Linked DNA regions of Oryctolagus cuniculus: region 1 is linked to region 2. Evidence: chromatin contacts called from public Micro-C data. All regions are on one chromosome and are shown on one strand. The core of a region is the stretch at or near the end of the contact, and the rest is flanking DNA. Distances in the headings are between cores, read along the strand shown.

What was found. A called contact is a pair of places that touch in the nucleus more often than the background predicts.
Region 1: a contact with region 2 is called in a Micro-C map of ear pinna, with 5 times the contacts expected there. The contact joins the enhancer-like site here to the promoter of MED13L in region 2. A contact is called at or near these places in 4 of 6 Hi-C or Micro-C datasets (ear pinna, psoas muscle, skin fibroblasts and 1 more).

Annotation. Positions count from the first base shown.
Region 1 is chr21:12,826,310-12,829,009 of mOryCun1.1, reverse strand. No RefSeq gene overlaps it. Among named protein-coding and RNA genes, the nearest start is that of MED13L, 45 kb to the right of the region's middle. Within about 2 kb of position 1,294, at least 5 of the 8 cell types and tissues checked have an H3K27ac peak or open chromatin away from gene starts, as enhancers often do. A contact at or near this core is called in ear pinna, where this site is marked.
Region 2 is chr21:12,781,318-12,784,017 of mOryCun1.1, reverse strand. It overlaps MED13L (mediator complex subunit 13L), which reads left to right and starts at 1,275. Exons shown (of 32, transcript XR_007911907.2): 1 at 1,275-1,407.

The DNA.
Region 1 (2,700 bases), core at 45-2,544, 45 kb before region 2:
TGCAAAGTGAATGCTGGATGAGGAACAGGAAAGTAACTAGGCAAAGAGGATTCCTGGCAGGAGAAATCGCACGTGCAAAGGCCCTGAGGCAGGAGGGCGCTTGGTCCAGTTAAAGATCCAAAAGAAGACACTCTGTGTCCAGGTTCAGTGGATGAAGAGTATTCAGAGCCAGTGGGATATATGGAAGTTTGTCCTAGGAACAAGTGGGAAGGGCCCCACTGGACTGTCCCCAGGCCCTTGTGTGGCACAGCCCAGGTCGGGATGCCATTGGTGGCCATGTGATGGGTGAGGCTGACTCCTCAGTCTTTAACACTGTGTTCTAGCAGCTAAGAGAACTGGTCAGACCGGGGGCTGGAATCCCATGAATGATAATTGTCCCGGGTGACCCCGGAGGACAGTGTGGCTGGGGACAAGCGGCTCTCCCACCCCTCTGACTTTGGGCCACACAGTCATCATGTCGAGAGGTTCTTGTGTGCATTTTGTAGTTTGGGACACATCCTGGCAACGCCGAGAGGCAGTTTCAGCGAGCCAGAGTGTATTGCTGCAAACCTAAAACTGGATATCCCTCAGAGCTGCGAGAGGCTGGCAGGAGACCTGCTCCAATCTCCAGCACGCGTTCCAACTTCTCTGCAAACAAAGCCCATTTGTAACAAGAGAGAGAGAGCGAGCGAGAGAGAGAGAGCGCCAAGCCAACAGTTTCTATGCCATTTACGCCCCCTCTGGGCGTCAGAGCGCCCCCAGACCTTGCCATGCAAGAAGTGACCCCCATTCCCTGATCAGCGGGACAAGGAGGGTCTCGGCCGCCCAACCCTGGGGAATTCCATCACTCCGTCCTGGGCCCCCTGAACCCCCAGCCAGGCCGGGGCTGGCGATCCTGGGGAGTCTCGTCATCCGTGAGGGCACACTTGCCTGCCTGCCTCTTCATCGCTCACACATCACTAGGCTGGCGAACCATCCGTTATCCGCTCGGCAACTGGCACGTGCGAACCTGGCCCCCGGCAAAGCCCAACGAGGAGATCCAAGTGAGGAGAAGTGGGAGAAAAGAGAAAGCCTAACGCGGGAGCCAGACGGTTTGCAACCTGCGAGAACATGTTGTGTTTCCCAGGCGGGGCTCCGCTGACAAACGCCTCCCCGTGTCGGGCTTCTGCTCCGGGGCCCGGGCTGTGCTTGGTGCGAACAGGACAGTCACCGCCTCACTTGCATCTCACGATTGGCGTCTTGTTCGGAGCCGATGAGGGATGATCTTGTGCTCTGGAGGAAGTTGGCAAGAAAGAGTAATTCTATAAAAAGCAACATGCGCGGTCAGATACAGTTTCCTCCTCTGAGCAAGGCAGAGGAGAGAGTCAGAAATTCCACCCCAGAGGGTCAGGACTGGCTCCAGGACCCCTTGAATCACATCTGAAACTTGTTCCTGCTCTCCTTTCGCCTCCCGCTCTTTCCAGCTAGCCAACTGGGATTACACAACTCATTTTAGTTCTGGGCGGCTGTTTCTCATTAGGAGCCTGGACCTTGCCTTTTCCTGTGCCCTGTCACTTCTCCCGCTTCAGGTGAGCAAATTCCACTTCCAACAGCGAGATTCTGTTCACGCTCTTGGCTGGCGTGCGCTCCCCTGTTTCCCGAAGGGTGAACTTGACGTTTTAACCCCATCGCGCCTGCCGCTCTCTCCTTCCGGGCCCTCACTTCCCCATTCGAAAGAGCGTGGCTCGGCCACGGGCACCCGATGGAGAAGCGAGCCTCCTGAGTCCCTCCTCGGCCCAGTACCCAACGACTGTTCCCGCAGGGTTTTGCTTTCTACCCCCACCAGCCTGGCGCATTTTTTTTTTTTTTTAACTGAATTCACCAGATGTTTTGGCACTGCATAAAACCTGGCTTTCCTGTCTTCCAAGTGGATGAAATCGGATCCAAATCCCAGCATGTTGCTTCGGCTCCACCAACCAAGGGCTTCATGGTTCTCGAGAATAATGTATAGCTTGAGTTCAGGGCTGTGTTCCAGGCGCTGGGACCCCCCCTGGGTCCCAGCTGAGGGTTTCTCGGGCCACCCCGGATCCGTGAGGATGAGTCGGTCTTCCTCCAGTTACTTTTCTCCATCACTTTTCGTTTTCTGGCTGCGTGTCAGAGACCGAAGTCTGTACCCAGACACCCCTCCGTGGAGAGTGCAAGGCAGGAGCCCGTGCACACGTGGTACAACCACATCTGGAGAGAAACTGCTGTGCAATTTCCCTTTGTGACTCCAGGCACCACCCCCTCACCCCCACGCCCGAGCTACAGAGGAAACGGGACCCCTTCCCTCCCCGCAGCCCCCTTCTGCTCGTGTCCCGGGGCGTGCTGAGAACAAGCTGGAACAGGCCACGCCACCTTGCCAGGCCTTGCCAAAGCCCACGAATGGCACACAGCTCGGATTCAACAGATGGAATGCAACATACATGTAAAGAAATAAGAGCCTGCCAGGAAGGTTGGCAGCAGCTGTGGAATGCTTGAAGCAGCGTGTGTGTGGGTAGAAAGAGGGAGCCCAGAGCCGGCGGGGCTGCCTCTTCCTCAGAAGCTGCTTTTTTACAGCCATGACCTGTTTCGCCAGTCAAAATAAATACGGCGGTAAATGCCTCCTTTTACTGGCTCCCTATACCTTGGCAGTGCAGTGTGAAATATGACCTGCCCTCTTTGGAAAATTATCCTTTTAACGGAGTGGGGCCGGTGTGCCCC
Region 2 (2,700 bases), core at 26-2,525:
AATGAATGCACACAGGAACTAGGATCCCCGCGCTCCAGCATGTCTGTATTGAACGCACAGGGCCTGGCGTACAGTACGAGCCTGGCTGCACTGCACGCTGGTGGCAAGGGTTCGAATCCCAAGACCTCGGGCAAGTGACTTGAGCTCCCTGTGCTTTGACTTCCCCCTCGGCAAAAGGCGTAGAGGCTTCGATGGACACTCCGAAGCACTTGGACCCTCTGCCCGGCCCACGGGAGCCCTCGTCACACCGGCTGGCCTGGGCGGTCGGCAGCACCGGCGAGGGCCGCGGGGCTGCAGCTACACCAGGTCCGCTCGGGGCCGGCGATCGCGCCCCCAACGCGCCAGGATCCGCGCCCCGCGAGAGCGCGCGGCCGCCCACGGCAGCCTCGGGTCGGCTGCCCGCCGCCCGCCACGGGAGCCGGCCGCCTGCACTTCTTTCTTTCCTTCTCCGGCTCCCTCCCTCTTCCCGGCCGGAGAACGCGGCTGCTCTCGGCTCAGCAGCGCCTCCCGCGAGCCGCCGCCGCCGCCGCCGCCGCCGCCGCTCCGGGCCCCTCCCCCGCCCGCCCCCCGCCCCCCCGCGCGGCCGGCGCCCGTCACGTGACGCAGCGGCAGCCAATGGCGAGCCGAGCCGCGGTCGGCGGCCGCCATTGCTGTCAGAGCGAGCGAGCCCGGGGAGGGAGGAGAAGCGAGGCTGACTGGGGAGGAGGGGGGGGTGGGGGAGGAAGAGGAAGGAGGGGACGTCGCTCGGCTGCCGGGGTCGCCCGCTGGCTTCGTCCGCACCCCCCCCTTCGCGAGTTCGCGCTCCGCGGCGGCGGCGGCTCCGAGGCGGCGGCGGCGGCGGCTCCGGGGCTCGCCTCCCCTCACGCGCCGGCGGGGCCCGAGGGGGAGTCGGTGGCTGGAGATAAACAAGGCGGCGGCAGCGGCGGCGGCTGAGGATCAGGGAAGGCGGAGGCGGCGGCCGGCCCGTAGCGCCGGCCCGGGAGGCAGCGGCGGCCCTGAGAGGCGGGGAGGGCGCCGGGCCGCGCGGACAGCGCCCCCCGCCGCCGCCGCAGCCGCCGCCGCCGCCGCCGCCCGAGCAGGAAGGAGCCGCGCGGCCGCCGCGGACCCCCCCGCCGGCCCGGGCCCGCCGCCCCCGGCGCGGCGTCGCCGCGGCGCCTCCCGCCCGCCCGCCGGCCCTCCCGCCCTCCTCCTCCTCCTCCTCCTCCTCCTCCTCCGGCGGCGGCGGCGGCCCGGCCGCTCCGCGCTCCCCGGCGAGGCGCCGCCGCCCGGCCCGGCCTCGCCTCGGACGCCTCGCTCCGACATGCCCCGCTCTGGCGGCCGGGCTCGCGGAGGATCATGACTGCGGCAGCGAACTGGGTGGCGAACGGGGCGAGCCTGGAGGATTGTCACTCCAACCTCTTCTCGCTGGTGAGTAGCCGGGCCGTGGGGAGGGGGCAGGCCGGGGGGGGGGGGTCTCCGACCTCCGCCGCCGACCAACTTTCTCCTCCCGCCGCCGGGACTTCGCCCCTCCCTCGCCTCTCCCCGCCGTTCGCCTCTAGCTGATTCTCCCCCTTTTGGATCGTCGCTCCCTCGCCTTGGATCCCATCCAGTGTTTATTTGGCTCTTTAAAAATCATTTGTGAGCGCAGCGCTCGGCGTGGAATTTGCATGTGGAAGTCTCCAAGCTGCGGATTCTGGGTCGCACTTCGAACGCCCACCCTCTGTTGCAATCACACCCCCCTTCCCCTCCCCTCTTCCCCGTTTTTTTTTTTTTTTTTTTTTTTTCCCCCTCTCCCTCTCCTCTCCCTTCCTTCCTAAACGTGGAAGGCTTTGCCTGGTGCTCCCCGCGCCTGCCATCAGCAGCAGCCTTTGCCCCTCTTGTCGGATCGGCCGCCCGCCTGCCTTTTGAATTTTTTTTTTTTTTTTAAATTCCATAATGACAGCCGCAATTTCGCCCGAAAGCAGTTGATTGAATGCGATTGTGTGGCTAAAGGACCGTCGCCCCCGGAGCTCCGGCGCTCGTAAACACGGACCTGCCGGCCGCCTCCCGGGGCTCCCCGCGCCGGAGCCCCGAGAGCCAGGCCCCCGAGCCGACGGAGGGCGGAGAGAGCGTCTCCTCCCTCTCCCCCTGTGTCTTCTAAAAACTGTTTTCTCTCTGCTGACAACAAATCCACACACACACACACACACAAAAGCAACAAGCTGGGCGGTGTGATAACATCGCTTTTATCTGCCTTCGCCTCTCGCGCTCTCGCTCTCTGATAATTGACAACTTTTCCTCTGGATTTGCATCGCCTGCCTTAATCTTGAAGCAGTTAGGGTGTCAATTGTTCTCGCGGAAGCCCGGCACCCGACGACGGCGTCTGGATCCATCGAAATTAAAAATGTATAGGGCTCCGGCAACTCTTTCCTGGCGGTGGCAGTGACATTTGGTGGTAAATGCCATCTTTGCTTTTTATTGGGTCGTATTACCTAGCTCCGAAAACATTCACGTTGTTCAACCTGGTGTTTAGACTAATAATTGCAATGCGTGGTCTTTAAATGTGTGCTTTGTGCATGAGTTACTGTATGTATAGCTATGTGCCCGGGAGACTACGAATTTGTTTAAATATTGAGCAAAGATTTGTAAACAGATGTAAGGCAATTATGTTTCAAGCGTAGAATATAATTGGAAAATTGGCAGAACGGTTTATTTAATTTAACCTTAAAAAAAAAAAACTTA